Regions from separate parts of the Astyanax mexicanus genome. Here region 2 is linked to region 1. Evidence: chromatin contacts called from public Hi-C data. All regions are on one chromosome and are shown on one strand. The core of a region is the stretch at or near the end of the contact, and the rest is flanking DNA. Distances in the headings are between cores, read along the strand shown.

What was found. Hi-C and Micro-C count contacts between places; a contact is called where the count stands out from the background.
Region 2: a contact with region 1 is called in a Hi-C map of muscle, with 17 times the contacts expected there. The contact joins two enhancer-like sites. A contact is called at or near these places in 2 of 3 Hi-C or Micro-C datasets (both in muscle).

Annotation. Positions count from the first base shown.
Region 1 is chr20:34,955,257-34,963,160 of AstMex3_surface, forward strand. riox2 (ribosomal oxygenase 2) reads left to right here. Exons shown (of 10, transcript XM_049469057.1): 4 at 489-617; 5 at 2,187-2,290; 6 at 2,858-2,960; 7 at 3,102-3,270; 8 at 5,004-5,092; 9 at 6,765-6,887. Among protein-coding and RNA genes, the nearest start is that of riox2, 8.0 kb to the left of the region's middle. Within about 2 kb of position 4,290, the one cell type or tissue checked has an H3K27ac peak away from gene starts, as active enhancers do.
Region 2 is chr20:35,037,535-35,045,438 of AstMex3_surface, forward strand. No RefSeq gene overlaps it. Among protein-coding and RNA genes, the nearest start is that of sim2, 13 kb to the right of the region's middle. Within about 2 kb of position 2,682, the one cell type or tissue checked has an H3K27ac peak away from gene starts, as active enhancers do.

The DNA.
Region 1 (7,904 bases), core at 3,040-5,539:
CTCCAACACCTAGTAGAAAAGTATTTTCTGGACAGTAGAAACAGTTAATCCAGCAAAAGCAGAATAATTATTTTTAATATACTTTATTTCAGAAGAAATGATGAATGAGCAGGTATCCCAATACTTTTGTCCATATAGTGCAAGTTCGACTTCTGCTGCAAACCAACTATTTTATTTAATCACTGTATCATTAAAAAAATATATATTTGTATGTGGTTATATCATACATGTTCTTTTTAATGTTGTTTTTGTTGTTTGCGTTGTTACTATTATTATTGTGTTGTGTTTAAATAATATTGTTTTTTATTATTATCTTTGATGCTTATTTATTCATCTTTTTAACAGTTATTTAAAAACGTATTTATATAAATATATAGTAATAAAAAAAGATGTTTATAATTCCATATGTTTTTATATGAACTGTTTACGATATGGATCATACTATACTATTCAGTCTTAAACCCCATGTGCTTTCCCTCTATGGCCAGGTGTTCATTCTGCAGTTGGAAGGCCAGAAGCACTGGCGTCTGTATGAGCCCACCGTCCCCCTGGCCAGAGAGTACAGCTTAGAGCCCGAGGAGCGCATTGGCAAGCCCACCCATGACATCATACTGAAGGTAATTACATCGGGGCTTATTAAAAGAAACTTAAAACTTCCAGTCACAAAGAACTGGATGTTAATTAGGAATTGTTTGTGTTTATCTTTATTTCTGTTTATTCTCATGTTGAAAAGAAAGCATGTGAGCTTTAGCTTGAAGTGTGAAAACCACCAAACCATATATAATATATATATATATAAACCACGAACTGTGGTGGAAGGTGTGAACACCCGCTCTGCATAAACCAATGATTTCATTTCTAGTTGCGTGACTATTTAGATCACATTGGCATCACATCCTTCTGTTTCAAAGGGCAGTTATTATTTGGTAGTGGGTCATTTTTAGCACTGCAGTAACACTGACATGGTGGTTGTGTGTTAGTAGTATGTGTCGTGCCAGCGCAAGTAGTGGATCAGACCCAGCAGTGCTGCTGGGGTTTTTAATCACTGTGTTCAGCCGCTGTATCCACTCAATTACTACTGTAACTGCTTCACAAGCTCACTTGTTGGAGCAGAGTTTGTGTTGATCACTCTCCAGTCTTTCAGGAAACTAGCTGAACACAGGAAGCTGTAGTTTGAATATTTCTAGTTGTTGGACTATTCTGACCTTGGGCTTTGGGCGTTCAAATTTCTGTATCTGTATCTTTTGCTTCACTCACAAATCCAGAGTAACAGAAGTGCGGGGATCCAAAAAGACCCATGCAGATCCGTTTCTGATTTCCAGAAACACAAATTTCATCTGATCACTTGCAAATAACAATGTGGACAGTCAACTCAACAGATCTTAATTCAGACACTAGTTGCTTGGGGTGTAACGATACAGAAAATATATGGTTCGGTTTACACCTCGGTATAAACCCTATGCTTTCGGTACGTTTTTGGTATGTTTTTGGCTGGGTGTTGTTTATAGCCTTTCCTTTATTAACTTTATAATAACAATAAATATATTATTGGATGCATTTCAGTGTTTGAGTTCTTTTAAAGAAATAAAATGAAAAATGAAATAAAATCATGATTTATTTTTTTAATGCTGGAATTTCCCAGTATTATTGTGAGGGGACTGTAGTAATAGTGTAGTGTGGTTTAGGTCTGGCAGACTAGATACTTTTGTGCTGTATTATAATATTATAATATAAAGACAGGAAGAGAGGCAAAGAAAGAGAGGCAAAGACACAGCGCGAGTGAGAAAAAACGAGCGAGCAAGAGAGGGAGAGATAGTACGAGCGCCTAACCCTGCGTTCACACTGGAAAGCGACAGGCAACCATTCATTTCCTATGGCAGGATTGTGGACAATTTGAATGATCTGTGTTTCTGCATGGGCTCCCTGCACTCTAGTTCAGCGTTACATTCATTGGTTCCACAAGTCTACTACAGACTGCCTGCATTATGTATTCTGCATGTGTTTGCATGAACCGAACCGTGACCCCCGTACTGTGACGGTTCGTGAGGAATATACATACCATTACACCCCTATTATTTACCTGCAGTCTGAACATAGCCTGAGGGACTAATAGTTCTAATTATTATAATTTATTTTATCCATTTAATTATGTGGGAAATTTGTAACTTTTGTCTTAATGTGTGCAGGCAGGTGACCTGCTGTACTTCCCCAGAGGAACCATCCACCAAGCAGACACACCAGCAGGAGTGGAGCATTCTACACACCTTACACTCAGCACCTACCAAAACATGTATGTAAACACATGACCTAGCACAGAAGTTGTAAACATATAGTAATTATAGTATCAAACACTGGATTGCCAGTGTTGGATTGCCATGCTCACATAGGTTGCCAGATTGACACACATTTGCAAGCGATGATGAGTCTTACTCTGTAGCTAATCATTAAATATATATACGAAAATGACTGTTTTTACTAAGCTAATGATGGTAGTAAATTATCCAGCTATAATTAGTTAGTTAACCTTACTAAAGCTCAGGGATTACCTGTCCAGCAGAAATTTGTTTAATTTATTTTTTTAAGTTTTAATGTCTGCAGCACACTGTTTGCATGCTGTCGTGTCCTATACCTGGCAACCTGGGGTATGGAAATGGGACTGGGGGAATGAATGACCGGTGGGTTCAAATAAGAAATAAGAACACATTGGCTGAAGCATTGTTGACGAGAGCTGTTAGTGCTTTAACTCAACATGTTTTCTTAATATCTGATACCTGATGATACATCCTGATCCTGTTATGAATTACTAAAGAAAATCTAATCCTTATTAGTCGTTTAAAATAAAACATTTTTTTTTTAGGTCATGGGGTGACTTCCTTTTAGATGTTTTCCCCAGTCTGCTGTTTGACTCTATGAAGGGTGACCTCAGCCTGCGGCAGGGTCTACCCAGAAGCCTTCTCTGTGTAAGCATGACCGCATTAACATTAATATATTTTTATGCCATGAGTCATTGATATATTCTCACTAAAACTAATCAGACATTAAGAGTGAGTCTTATTGCTTTACCTCCTTTCTCTCCTTGTTATTGTGTGTGTGTTTGTTAGTCTCCAGGTGTGAGTTCAGAGGTAAATAAGCAGGTCTCTGTGTTTCTGAGGGGTCTAGCAGAGAGTCTGGAGAAGGAGCAGCAGGAGCTGCGCTCCTCAGAAATGAGGAGAGACTTCATCTCCAGTCGACTTCCTCCTTACAAGCTGCAGGAGGAGGACATAATGCCAGGTGAGTATGGAGATGGACTGGGATCCGCCATGATTAGAATATTGTGGCCTAATTTTTAGGACCATCTGTGTGTGTGTTTGTGTGTGTGTGTGAGGGAGAGACCGAAAGGTGGTGGGAGGTTGAAATTAGGCCTGCACGATATTGGAAAAAATTTACATTGCCAATGTTCTTTTTTCGACAATATATATCGGCATATGAAACAATGCAGGGCCCATGACGTCACTAGCCCCGCCCCCACCCGTGTGTTGTCTCGCGTCCGGGCCGATCAAGAGCTAAGTCAGCGCTGAGCACTCAAAACCAGAGGAAAACAGCAGTAATTGTCCTTTAATCAGGCAGTTAAATGGCATTTTATTTCTGGGATTAAAAACGTGAATTCAGCTATAACTGGAAATATCAGTGCCCCGCCCCCGACGCTCCCCCTCGTGCCTCTTAGGCAGCAGCAGCAGCCTGGCACTCAATCAGACACAGAGACAGCACTGTGTATAGCTAAAATGTTAATTAAATTAATTTGATTAATGAAATTTTCACACTTTTCCTTCACTCAAATACAAGAAGGTTATCTTTGCACTGTTTAAAGGTTTATTCCATCGTTTTTTTTCAATTATTTTAAAATGTCTATTTGTGGTCTCTAGTATGAAAGAATGAAAAAGTGCTCAGGTGTTTTTATTTAGCCCTGTTTTAGGTCACTGAATTACTGGTCTCTTAAGAAAGACAGGTGTTGGGCTCTTGCTCATGAATATTCATACATGCAAACATATTGCCTCTGATTGGCTAACAGCACTGCAGCAGAGAACGCCTACCTGCCTTCCCCCACAGTCAATTTTACAGCTCTAAAACTTAAAAAAACAAAATGTTTTCAGAGATATAGCCTTAGATAAAAAGATATAGCACTGAGTGCTGGATGAAGTTAACCATTAAACTTCACTAAACTTTAGACTCTCAGCGTCACTCGGGAGGAATGTTATCAATGCCACGGTGTGTGGTGAGGCTGCCCGCTGCGGTGCCACACTCTTCGTAGCTGAGCATATTTAAGGTCATGGTAAAACGCAGAATCAACCGGAGATCCGATTTCCTATAACCTATAGTTACTTATACAAAATTGCTTATGCTAACCAGCTAGTGTAAACATAGCTGTAAGCTCTTTATTAGGTGATAGTGTCGGCTCTGCTGCAGTGGATTTTAGCAGAAGGAGACCTTTTAATATAACAGGTGCTTGTATTGTTGAATGGGGCTGCTTACTATTTGTTTAAAATTATTTATTCACTTTAAATGGTGCTTTCTGTTTACAAATAAAAAAATCTAAAATTGTTATGTAAGAATTAAACATTGTAAGTAACAATCAACCATATATTTAAAAAATAAGGGGAGGTACTACCTCTAAAACTTTTTTCAAGCACTACTGTATGGAGGTATGTTTGACGAATGCAATCGATAACTTTACAGGGCAAAGCAGAAGTTTATGATAACCATGTCCAGGAGTGGTGTTGTTTCTCTGGGTTTAGAAGCTTGTGGGATTGACCACAACACAGTGGACCAGAACTCAATTGTAAATGGATTGACTGTAAAAATGTGGAAATATTTTTTTTAAACAAACTGATTATCCTTATTGAAGGGAACATCCAAAAATGCTACAAGACATGATGTAATTTAACCTACATAGACCTGAACTGTCCTACACTCTTTCCCTAAGATGAAATGTAGACTTATGAACACTGTCTTTCCATTTCTCCTAGTTGGAAAGTTACCAGCACTGGAGGACTCTGTGTGTGTGAGGTTTAAAGAGCATATCCTTCTTACAGTGGAGCCCAGTCAGGAAAACACGGTAAGGAGATCATCCTGGAAGAATTCATCTTATTCATTTGTTTCCAGTTTTCATATGTACTAGTGCTTCTCATAAGAATTGAATATCACTGAAAATGTATTTTATTTCCATAATTCAGTTCAAAATCTGAAACTCATATATTATACAGATGTATTACACACAGATTGATCTATTTTAAGTGTTTATTTTTTTATTGTTGATGATGATTAAGGCTTACAGCCAATAAAAACCCAAATATCTATGTCTCAGAAAATTTTAATATTATATAAGACCAATTGGTACTTTTGGCAGTGTGGGCAGTGTGCCAAGTCCTGCTGGAAAATGAAATCTGCATCCTCATAAAAGTTGTCAGTAGCAGAGGGAAGCATGAAGTGCTGTAAGATTTTGTGGGAAAACAAAACTGTACTGACTTCAGACTTGATAATAAAACACAGTGGATCAACACCAGCAGATGAAGTTTCTCTCTAAACCATCACTGATTGGTGGGAACTTCACACTAGACCTCAAGCAGCTTGGACTGTGTGTCTCTCCACTCTTCCTCCAGACTCTGATCCCTTGATTTATAAATGGAATGAATACAAAATTTACTGATGCTCAGTGATGGTTTGGAGAGACATGTCATCTGCTGGTGTTGATCCACTGTGTTTTATTATCAAGTCTAAAGTCAGTGCAGTTTTGTTTTCCCACAAAATCGTACAGCACTTTATGCTTCCTTCTGCTACTGACAACTTTTATGAGGATGTGGATTTCATTTTCCAGCAGGATTTGGCACACTGCCCACACTGCCAAAAATATTGATTGGTTTTATATAATATTCTAACTTTTTTTTGAAACACTGATTTTCGGTTTTTCATTGGCTGTAAGCCATAATCATCAACAATAAAATAAATAAACACTTAAAATAGATCACTCTGTTTGTTTAATACATCTATATTGTATACGAGTTTCACATTTTGAACTGAGTTACTGAAATAAAGTAACTTTTCAATTATATATATATTTTTTGAGGTGCATTAGTATATATAAAAGCCTGTGACTGTTTTAAATTATTTTTTTATTAGTTTATCTTTTTTCTTATATTATTTATATATTTTTTATTTATTTATTTTTTGTTTATTATTACTTTGATTTTTTATTTCATTTTAATGTTTTGTATTTTTATTCTTGTTCTTAGTTCTATTACTCATTTAATCACTTATCATTTTTTATATTTTACTTTACTTCTACTATTATCTGTTTACTTATTTTATATTTTATAATTTTTTTATTTTTATGTCAAATTTGTTTATTTTTATGGTATTTTAGAATTTTCTGTTTTACATATATATTTTTATTAAATGTTGATTTTAAAATGCGTACTTTTATTTATTTATTTTTTTTACTATTTTGTTTCTTATTATTTCTAAATCATCATTAAATGTGTTCAATCCCTTTGATGTTATAAAGGCTCGGCAACATTGTAAATGAGGGTCACCCTCAATGTTTCTTCCCGAGTGAAAATAAAGGTTGATTGATTGACTGATTGATTGATTGATTGATTGATTAGTTGTTAAACCAGGCTAAACCTAAATATCTGTAGAGCTGTGACCTAAAACAATACCCAGTGTGACGCCACTGTTACATGCGAAAGATCCAGTCCAACCATTTGTGTTCTGCTTTTGTTCTCCTCCAGGATGAAGCCACAGAGTTGATGGCATTTATGTTTCACTCTTTAAAGAACAAGCGGGAGACACACATGATGGGGGTACATAGCGTTGATGATGAGGATCAGGAAGATGAAGAGGAGAGCTCACAGGTGGGAAATGAAGCACAAGCACATGCATCCAATAACCAGCCACAGCCATAAGAAACAGTACACTGATTTACTGGGTTACTGGATTAAATATTCTTCTGTATTTGTGTGTTGCTTTAACCCATAACAACCCAGACCCTGTTCTGAGTATTGATACAAATAGTTAAATAAACTGTGCAGCTCATTTATGTTTTCTTATTGTGATGATGAGAGCACATGGCTGTAAATATTTAAGGTTAAACCTTGATGTAACATAAATGACAGCAATTTTTATAACTTGTAACATTTTAACATTTTGTTAACAGAGTTAAAGCTCCCCTTCTGTAAGCAGTCAAAAGGCCTGGTTAACATACTGTATAATCCATTTCCCAGTGTTCCTTATGTCAGAGTCTGGTGGTGATGTGACAATCGTTGCAAATTTGTGTTAGAAAACTGAGCTTAGACTAGGATGAGCTGTGCTTTCTCCTTTGGGCTGGGGTGTATGTAAATTTTAAGGGGCCTAACTAGCAAACTCATTTACTAAAAACTTCCAGGGTTTTGTAGGTAGCTCTGTTTTACAGGGCAGTTTTGTTTGTGCCTTATTTTCACTGTGTTTGAGGTTCACAACAAACTATAAGCACAGAATTATTGCTACAGAGTAAAATCAAAGGCTTTATTGATTTGATTGCATTAAGTGACAAGTGTTATTGGTACTGACATCATTCTAGAGAATACACAGTTTCACTGCTCCACGGCTCAATTCTGCTGTACTTTATACATTTATATCTGCATCACACCTGCCAAGAGGTTCATGTTTATCTTCTCCAGAGTCCAGTTCTAATAGCAGTTCTTCTCTACAGCTGTGACGAGCTGGGTGCGTTTGTGAGCAATTGCTCACACATTTAATGGTAAACAGGTTTTACGTTGTAAATAAGTACTGTACAAAATTTCTGCATTAAAAGAACAAGAATTGTATAAAGTAGTAAAACATATATTTAACCCTCTATGGCATGGTGTTGCCCTCAGGCAAAAAATAACCTT
Region 2 (7,904 bases), core at 1,432-3,931, 81 kb after region 1:
TCATACTGGAGCCGAAATGGCAATATTCATCGAAACATGCCTTTATGAACATGTAACTATAAGCACGCATTCCTCCCATGGTCTCTGGTTTAATTAAAAACATAGACTTGTTTGACTGATGTCAGTGTAACAGCGCAGGTCATTAGCTTGTGAGGGTGGACTGAAAGGCTTTGGCCTGCTCTGTGTGTGCAGGTTTCATCCAGACTGGAAAAAGGCAGCTTGTTACATTGCACAGATCCGATACGCATAATAGCTGTAATTTCGAACAGGCACTTTCCGAAATAAAACATGGCCGTTGATTCGAGGGAAGAAGAGAAAAAAAAGGAAGAAAGAAAGCACAGGTTGGCTCAGAATGAGACTTTAATTGCAGACACATTTATTAATACGGTGCTGAAAATGAGGCTGACAGCAATTCACTCCCCCCACCAGCCTCCCCTCTGACACACAGGCGGAGGAAACAGAGCGGGTGTAAGTTAATTATATGTTTATTTTAACCATAATAAATCTTAATGTGAGGCCTGTTCTCAGCATAGAGCGAGCAGAGTGTTTATGTGATGGTGGGGACAGCAGAGTGAGGGAGAGATGCCATACGTCTGAACGGAGAAGCGAAGTGGCCAAGCAACGAACGAGCTGGACCTCAAACCTGCTGCTTCTGTTTCTGCCTTCGGTCTGCTGCCCGCTCAGACTGTCTATCTGCAAATCCAGTGCACATTTACGACTACGTATACATCACAGTTAAAAAATGTATATTCTGTTTACATGCTGGGTTACAGGATTTACCAGGTTTTCCTTTAGTAACTGATGATACTGTGTTTTAGTTGTTTTAGAAAAATAACATCTTTCTGTGAAACACGTTAATGGTTCACAACCAACCGTGGCATACGGCCATGTACATGTGCAGTGGTGGAAATAATGAAGATCATGTACTTCCTCTTTTACTACTTTAATTAAGTACTTTCAAATACTTCCCAAATACTGTAAAAATGGGAACGTCTTGAGCCCACTCAAACTTTATATTTAGAAGAAAACCACCACCAGTTAAACTTAAAAATGTTACTTTATGTTTTTAGTTGGCCTAATTTAAGTTATATGAAAGGTATATCGTAAGTTCTGCTGATTAACCTTTAAGACAAATCGATCCTTTAGTTGTGTCAATGAAGCGTTTTTCATTAATTAAACTCATGTAGTGCGGGCTACATTGTATTTTTTTGTTTATGTAAATTAGTAGCTAGGAATTTACTACAGCTTGGTTTTATTGTCAGTCAGTCATGCAAGCTTGTGGTAATGCAAATATGACCAGCTGGACCCAGCCAGCATGTAGACACACTTAACAACACAAAGTATAGCAACTTGCTCTTACAACCTTCAACACTGTATGCATGGGCGTGGTAGTGAGGGGAAAAGTAGACCTGACTATCCAGGGCCCGAGTAGAGAGAGGGGCCCATGAAAATCCTTTTTTTTTTTTTTTTTTTTAATCTAAAAATACTGCCTTACATATAAAGGACTGAATTACTGTAATAAAATATTTTATCATGATAAACTATCTACAGAAATAGTCACTTGAACACTGTTTTTGGATGATATCGGGATGTTCTTAGTAGTATTTTAGTAGCAGTAGGATGTATTGAAACTCAAACTAGAAAATACATTTGCAATTAATATATATGTAATTAGAAGAGAACCAGAATATAATTAAGTGCTAAATGACTGTGCTAGCTAAATCATGGACAAATATACCCACCCCTTCAGTTATATTTATAGTTACTTACCTAAATGGCTGTAACTATGGTTATTTCTGTTCTTTATTAATTTCGCATTCTGCATACTGTTTGTAGTATAAATACTGTAGAAGGAGACACTGTGATTGTGATTAACAAATAATGAATTATATTACGTGGCCCTAGTACTGAGAATAACAACTGATGCAGACACAGAATGGGCCAAACCTCGTTGGAGACAAAAACAAATAAATCAGGGGAAATATAACTGTGCAACTGAACAACAGAGAAGCATACATGTACAAGTATCAGGGGAGGATTCCTCAGGGGTGTTCTTCAACATTCAGAGTGCATTATTGTCCTTTTTGGATGGAGAAAAATGGAACACTGGGTAACTGTAATATTACTTTGAGGCCAAAGTGAGAGTTACACGTGTTTGTCTGTTTGTGTGTGTGTGAGCGTGCCCATGTAAAGAGATGGATAAAAGCCTCAGCTTTGACATCTGCTGCACAACACACACCAAGCCGGAAGCCATATGTCTGCCATCAGTAAGAGCGTGGGGTCCAAGGGCCACCAAACCGACTAAGAACTATTAGTCCCCCGAGAGCGCTGGCCCCAGGATAAAAGAGCAGCCGGGATATTATAAATGCAGGACTACATTTTCCAGAGCAAATCTTCCGTCCCTCCGAGCATTGCTCTCGTACGTCTGGATTTCATCAACGCCAATACCCCGCCACTCACAGTAGAACAGCGCAGTTGTTAAATCGTACCCCATTGACAACGAGAAGATTGTTTTTCTTCAGCAATCAATCCGTGTGTGTGGTACAGCCTAATTAAACTAGCCTTAAATTCCTGGATCTGGATTTCCCCTGTTCCTTCTCTCTGTTCTCTCATTGAGGAAAGTTTAGAGCAGCCATTAGTCCTTCTTTCACCACTGCAGCCTCCATGTTTGAGCCAGAATGACTTGGACCACCATCCCGAGGACCCCCGCCCCCTATACCTGAGACTTTTTGAGCGCGAAACGCTCCTGGCTGTGTAGGGTTAAGTAGGGCTAATTGTAGAGCTTTACAGTCTGTGTGCAGGTCAATAGACCGAGAGCTCTCACTGCTTTAGAAATGCATTTCTGCGGGCTAACGTGCTAAAATGCTTTCCACATGCTAGCATGAAAGCTATTCATTCGTGCGTGCACACACTCACAGAAAAACAAGCACAGCTTAACACAGCAAAATGATTTCATCCAAAATATGGCTGTTGATGACAAGTAAATAATTTTTGTTCAATACACAAAATGTATTAATTAACTGAGAAACAATACTTTGGTTGTTTGAAGGCCAGGGGCAAACAAATAAAAAAGGGCACTATCTCCACAACATGAGGCCCCACCAGTTTGCAAAAACTATGATGATGTACCATGTGTCATAAAAAAAGTCTGCAACCTCAATTAAAGCAGCAGTATGTGAGGATTGCAATTTCATGCTCATGGGCTCCCCCTACAGTCATTAAGTAAAATTTGATTGAATTTGAGCCACACCTCAAATAGGACAAAGTAATGCCAGGTTATCACTACACGATTTTAGCCCTGATTTTCCACTCTCTGACCGAATATTATATTATGTTACGTTACATTACTTATTTACCTGTGAATCTCTCCTGCACAAAGTCATATTTTTTCGTCAAAATAAGGGTATTAAAAAAGAGGTTAGCCTGCTAAGTAACTGTCTCTGCTGCCTATGGAATACATTCTACTTAATTTTAGGGCATTTCTGTGGGGATTTGACTGCATTCATCAACAAGAAGTCAGCAGTTAACTGAATGCCTTCAAAAGAAAGGGTGTCCACAAACATTTAGTCAAGAAAAGGTTAAGTAATTAAGTTAAACGTTTTATGGATTAAAAAAAGAAAACACAAGCTAAACCATTGTTTTTTTTCCATCTCTGTAATGATAATAACATTAAACATATAAGTGTCACACCTTAGCCCTCATCTGTCTTGTTTTCTTCCTTTCTTTGTCCTTCCTGTGCCTGTTTTGCTTTTTTTGATTATTGATGTGATTTCCTCACCCTATTTTAATTTATTCCCATATATTCTCTTTAAGCACATGGCCCTGCTTTTATGCTGTGTTGTCTATGCCCTAGCCAAGTTTCCCAGTGTATATAGAGCTCATTTGTCTCCGTGTTCTATTTTCTGTATGTATTGGATGTTTAGAAGAATATAATAGATATTATAAGAAATACAAGTGTGAGTACAAACTTTTCTGCAATGTGAAAAAATGTATAATGCACAATACTTTAGAAATATTAATACCCCTAAACACTAAATAATTTAGAAGAATTTATATAGTTAGCATTATCTCAGTGTTTTCATAAATTATTTTAGCCCATTGGCCTTTGATAGTGAATGCACCAATTTTCCACCTTACAGGCATTTTAGGCCTTTCACACATCTGCTTCCAGATCTTCTCAGAAGGTCCTTCAGAGGTGTTTGGTCTTGTTAAGATAACACACAATTCTCTCTCTCTCTCTCTCTCTCTCTCTCTCTCTCTCTCTCACACACACACACACACACACACACACACACACACAGTGGGTTGGCCGGACTGACCCCCTGTCCAGCCAAAAAAAAAAAAAATCTTAGTATATCAAAATTTCTAATTTCCATGCAACAAATCTTTTTTTTTTTTTTCTAAATTGATTTTTTTTGTCTTACTTAGCATTGTTATTCAGCTTATTTCAGCAGTAATTATACATTTTTATCTTATTTTAAGTTATTTGTATATATTAAAAAAAAGTCACTGGTCAAGTTATTCTGATTCTTGTATCCAAATTTAAAATGTAGATAAAAAATAGCTTACCTCGCTTACCTCAATGGCAGATTTATATGCTTAATATAAGCATGAGCACATATAATTTGTCTAGTTTCTGCCAATGGATATTTTGAAGTGTACTCCTCCATCACTGCCACTGTAGCCTGGAGCTGGTCTGCAGATGAAAGAGTGTAATGTCTGGCAGGTGCAGCAGCAGCAGCAGCAGCTGAAGCACTGGTAGTAGAGGCGGTGGAGGAGTCTTTCTCTCCTCGGTGCAATTAATGACCGAGCTAATGACACGCGGCAGCGACCACTGCAGGCCCACGCGCGCTTCACGACTTAAAGCAAACTACTTAAGGTCCATCTAATGACCCCAAATGACCAGTTTAAACGCTCTGAAAACAAACCCGGCCGCTTGTATGGCTGCATAAACATGTAGCCGAGCTGTTAAGTAGCGAGCCGCTGACACTCTCCATTAGGGGTCATTAGCTGTACTGGATGGATGGCCGTGTCTCTAATAGACCCGTGATTAAGTGCTTCACTGAGATGTGTTATTTTACTTGTTCCAAATTAGCAGCCGCGTGTTAACTAATTTTCAGAGCCCACAGAAATGTGGAACAGCATCACAGACGCCCTGCCAGAGCGACAAAGCCTTCAAACGTCCTGGAAATGTGTTCATAAAGCATCTGAGAGCAGTCTGAATTAATCCAGTATCTGTTTCTCTGTTGATATATTGGGATATTTATTCAGAGACATCCACCAGAAACAGCTTTCTCAGATGCTCCCTTAAGTCTGTCCCAGAGAAAAGCTCAGGTAAAATTTTAAATATTGTGGCGGCTCTGGGTTGTGTGTGTGGCTGCCTGCAGGCATGTTCTGTTCTCCTGTGTGCGAGGATGACAGGGGTGGGGCATCTCCCTTGGGAGGGGTTATGCAGAGAGGGTGGGCACCACTCTGGATCTGCCATCTGGGAGACACACAGCTGGGTTGGTGGCCTTTGGGCTATTTAGCTCTGTGGTTTTATGGGTTTAGCTCTTCTAGTCTTGTTAAAAACTGTAAGTGAGTGGTAAGCCGGTTCAATAAACGGAGCTGTTGAGCATTCAGCATGAGTCTCACGGGTCTTCCTTCCTCTTCCACGCCACAATATAAAGTTTTAAAATGTTTTTGTTAATGGTTCAGATAGTGTGAAGATGTTAGAGGCTGATTTTATAATGTTTTATCGTGTTTCTACCCTGTTTTTATCGTTTTTCTATCATGCATTTTTATGAGAATATTAGTTTAGCTTGCTATATAGAAACATTGTGAGGTGTTGACCTCAGGTTATATCAGTAGGTGGCAGACTTGCGCATTAAAATAAAATACACCAATATCACAGTAAATCAGTTTCTCTGATTTGGCCATTTATAGGATGTTTGAGTAAAACGAACATTGTTGTTGGAGCATTTATTTGCAGAAAATTAGAAATGTCTGATAACAAAAAAGACGCAGAGCTTTCAGACCTCAAATAATGCAAAGAAAACTAGTTCATATTCATAGAGTTTGAGAGTTCAGAAATCATTTTTTGGTGGAATAACCCTGTTTGTAAAAAATATTTGCACTCCTGGTGCAAAAACATCAAGCAGTTCAGTTTGGTATGATGGTTTGTGATCATCCATCTTCTTCTTGATTATATTCCAGAGGTTTTCAATTTGGTAAAATCAAAGAAACTCATTATGGTCTCTTTTTTTTCCAGAGCTGTAAATTGTATAGACGCTACATGTTTTTATTTATACATAAATTAACATATTCACCCCAGGATTACTATTCATTTAGTTAGGACTTTTATTTAGCAGAAATTGGCAAAAAATACTTTGCATTTAGCTTGCTGAGGTTTGCTAACAATTTGGAACAGGCCAAACACAACATAAGAAATTGCTTTAAAAATAACTATAAAAAGTTCTGTTCATATTTTGATTCTGTTGTTTTTACATTCAACATTTAACATACACAATAAGAAAAACATGGAATACAAAAAATACCCTCTATTGCATGAATTATATTTTTAGGAGAAAAAATATGATTTTGAAAGCTTGGGATATCTACAGATATCCACTAACACAATTTTTGATCCACTTGTACGTCTCATTATATAAAAAATAAATAATCAAATGCATAAAAATAAATACATAATTTTTACAAGACACAAAACAAATGCAACATTGATGGGGTCATTTTCAAGATCTGCAATCTAATATAAAGTTATCTGTTCTACAATAACAGCTTCAGCAGGCTTATATCCTGCTTTAATTGAATGGTCCACTATAAATGATCTACAGAGGTTCAAATATTTAACAGTGAAATAATACTCCAGTGAAGCGTCTACACTAGGCTACAGTATTGTCTATCACTCCTTGTTTTAATATATAGGTCCATGTGTTAATGTCTGGCTTGGTTTACTTTCTACTGTATCAAATATCCTTCATCTTTTCCGAGTGAAAATATTAGCAAGGGTTTTCCATGTTTCGCACAGGGACAGTTTATGGAATGGCGTGTGGTGATTATAATGAAGTGGAGTGTGTAAAAGGAAGCCCACGATGCAAGTCCCTGAGGTTCTCAAACGGGGTAAGCAGACCTCACTGGACTCACGGTGAACAAATATGACTATTTGCAGATGCTCCAGTGTGTGTTCAGATGTGTCAAAGATGAGCTTAGCATCAAGAGCTTGTACAGTACACAGAGGCATACAATATACATTTGTGTTATATAAGTATATAGATATGTTATATTGTGTATATAGATAAGTATCTGCCATAACATTAGGGTCCCTAGGTGGATATATTAGGTGGTACTTGAGGATTCAGTTTTGAGGGTAAAGGAAAAATGACAGATGTAAAGGATCTGAATAACTTTGACAGTACTCATTTCATGATACTAGAAGAGCAAGAACATCCTCAATTTCATTGATGGGATCCACGATGACCTTACCTTACAGCTTACAGGACTTAAAGACAGATTGTCTGCCATCTAGACCATGGAGACCTTGTAGTGAAGGCCTTGCTGGCAGGATTGACACAACACTGCCCGAACTGCTGATGTGATTATTTGCGGAGTCATCACATACATCAGTCACACCTAGTAGTGGTTTGAGGGACACTGATAGCCCAGCAAAATGCCTTTCATGGCCTTTTTTAGCAGGAGAATACTCACCCCCATACAGCAAGGGTTTCAGAGCAATATCTCTTGCAATACTAAAAGTAGAGTGACCCATTTTGGTTTTAGATCCTTCTTTTAAATGTACAGTTTTTCCCCCCAATAAACTAATCCATTTGCTTGAATATTGTAATCACTTGCATATATCGTCCTTACATTTACACTTATGATGTTTTATACAGTGTAATGTTTGTAGT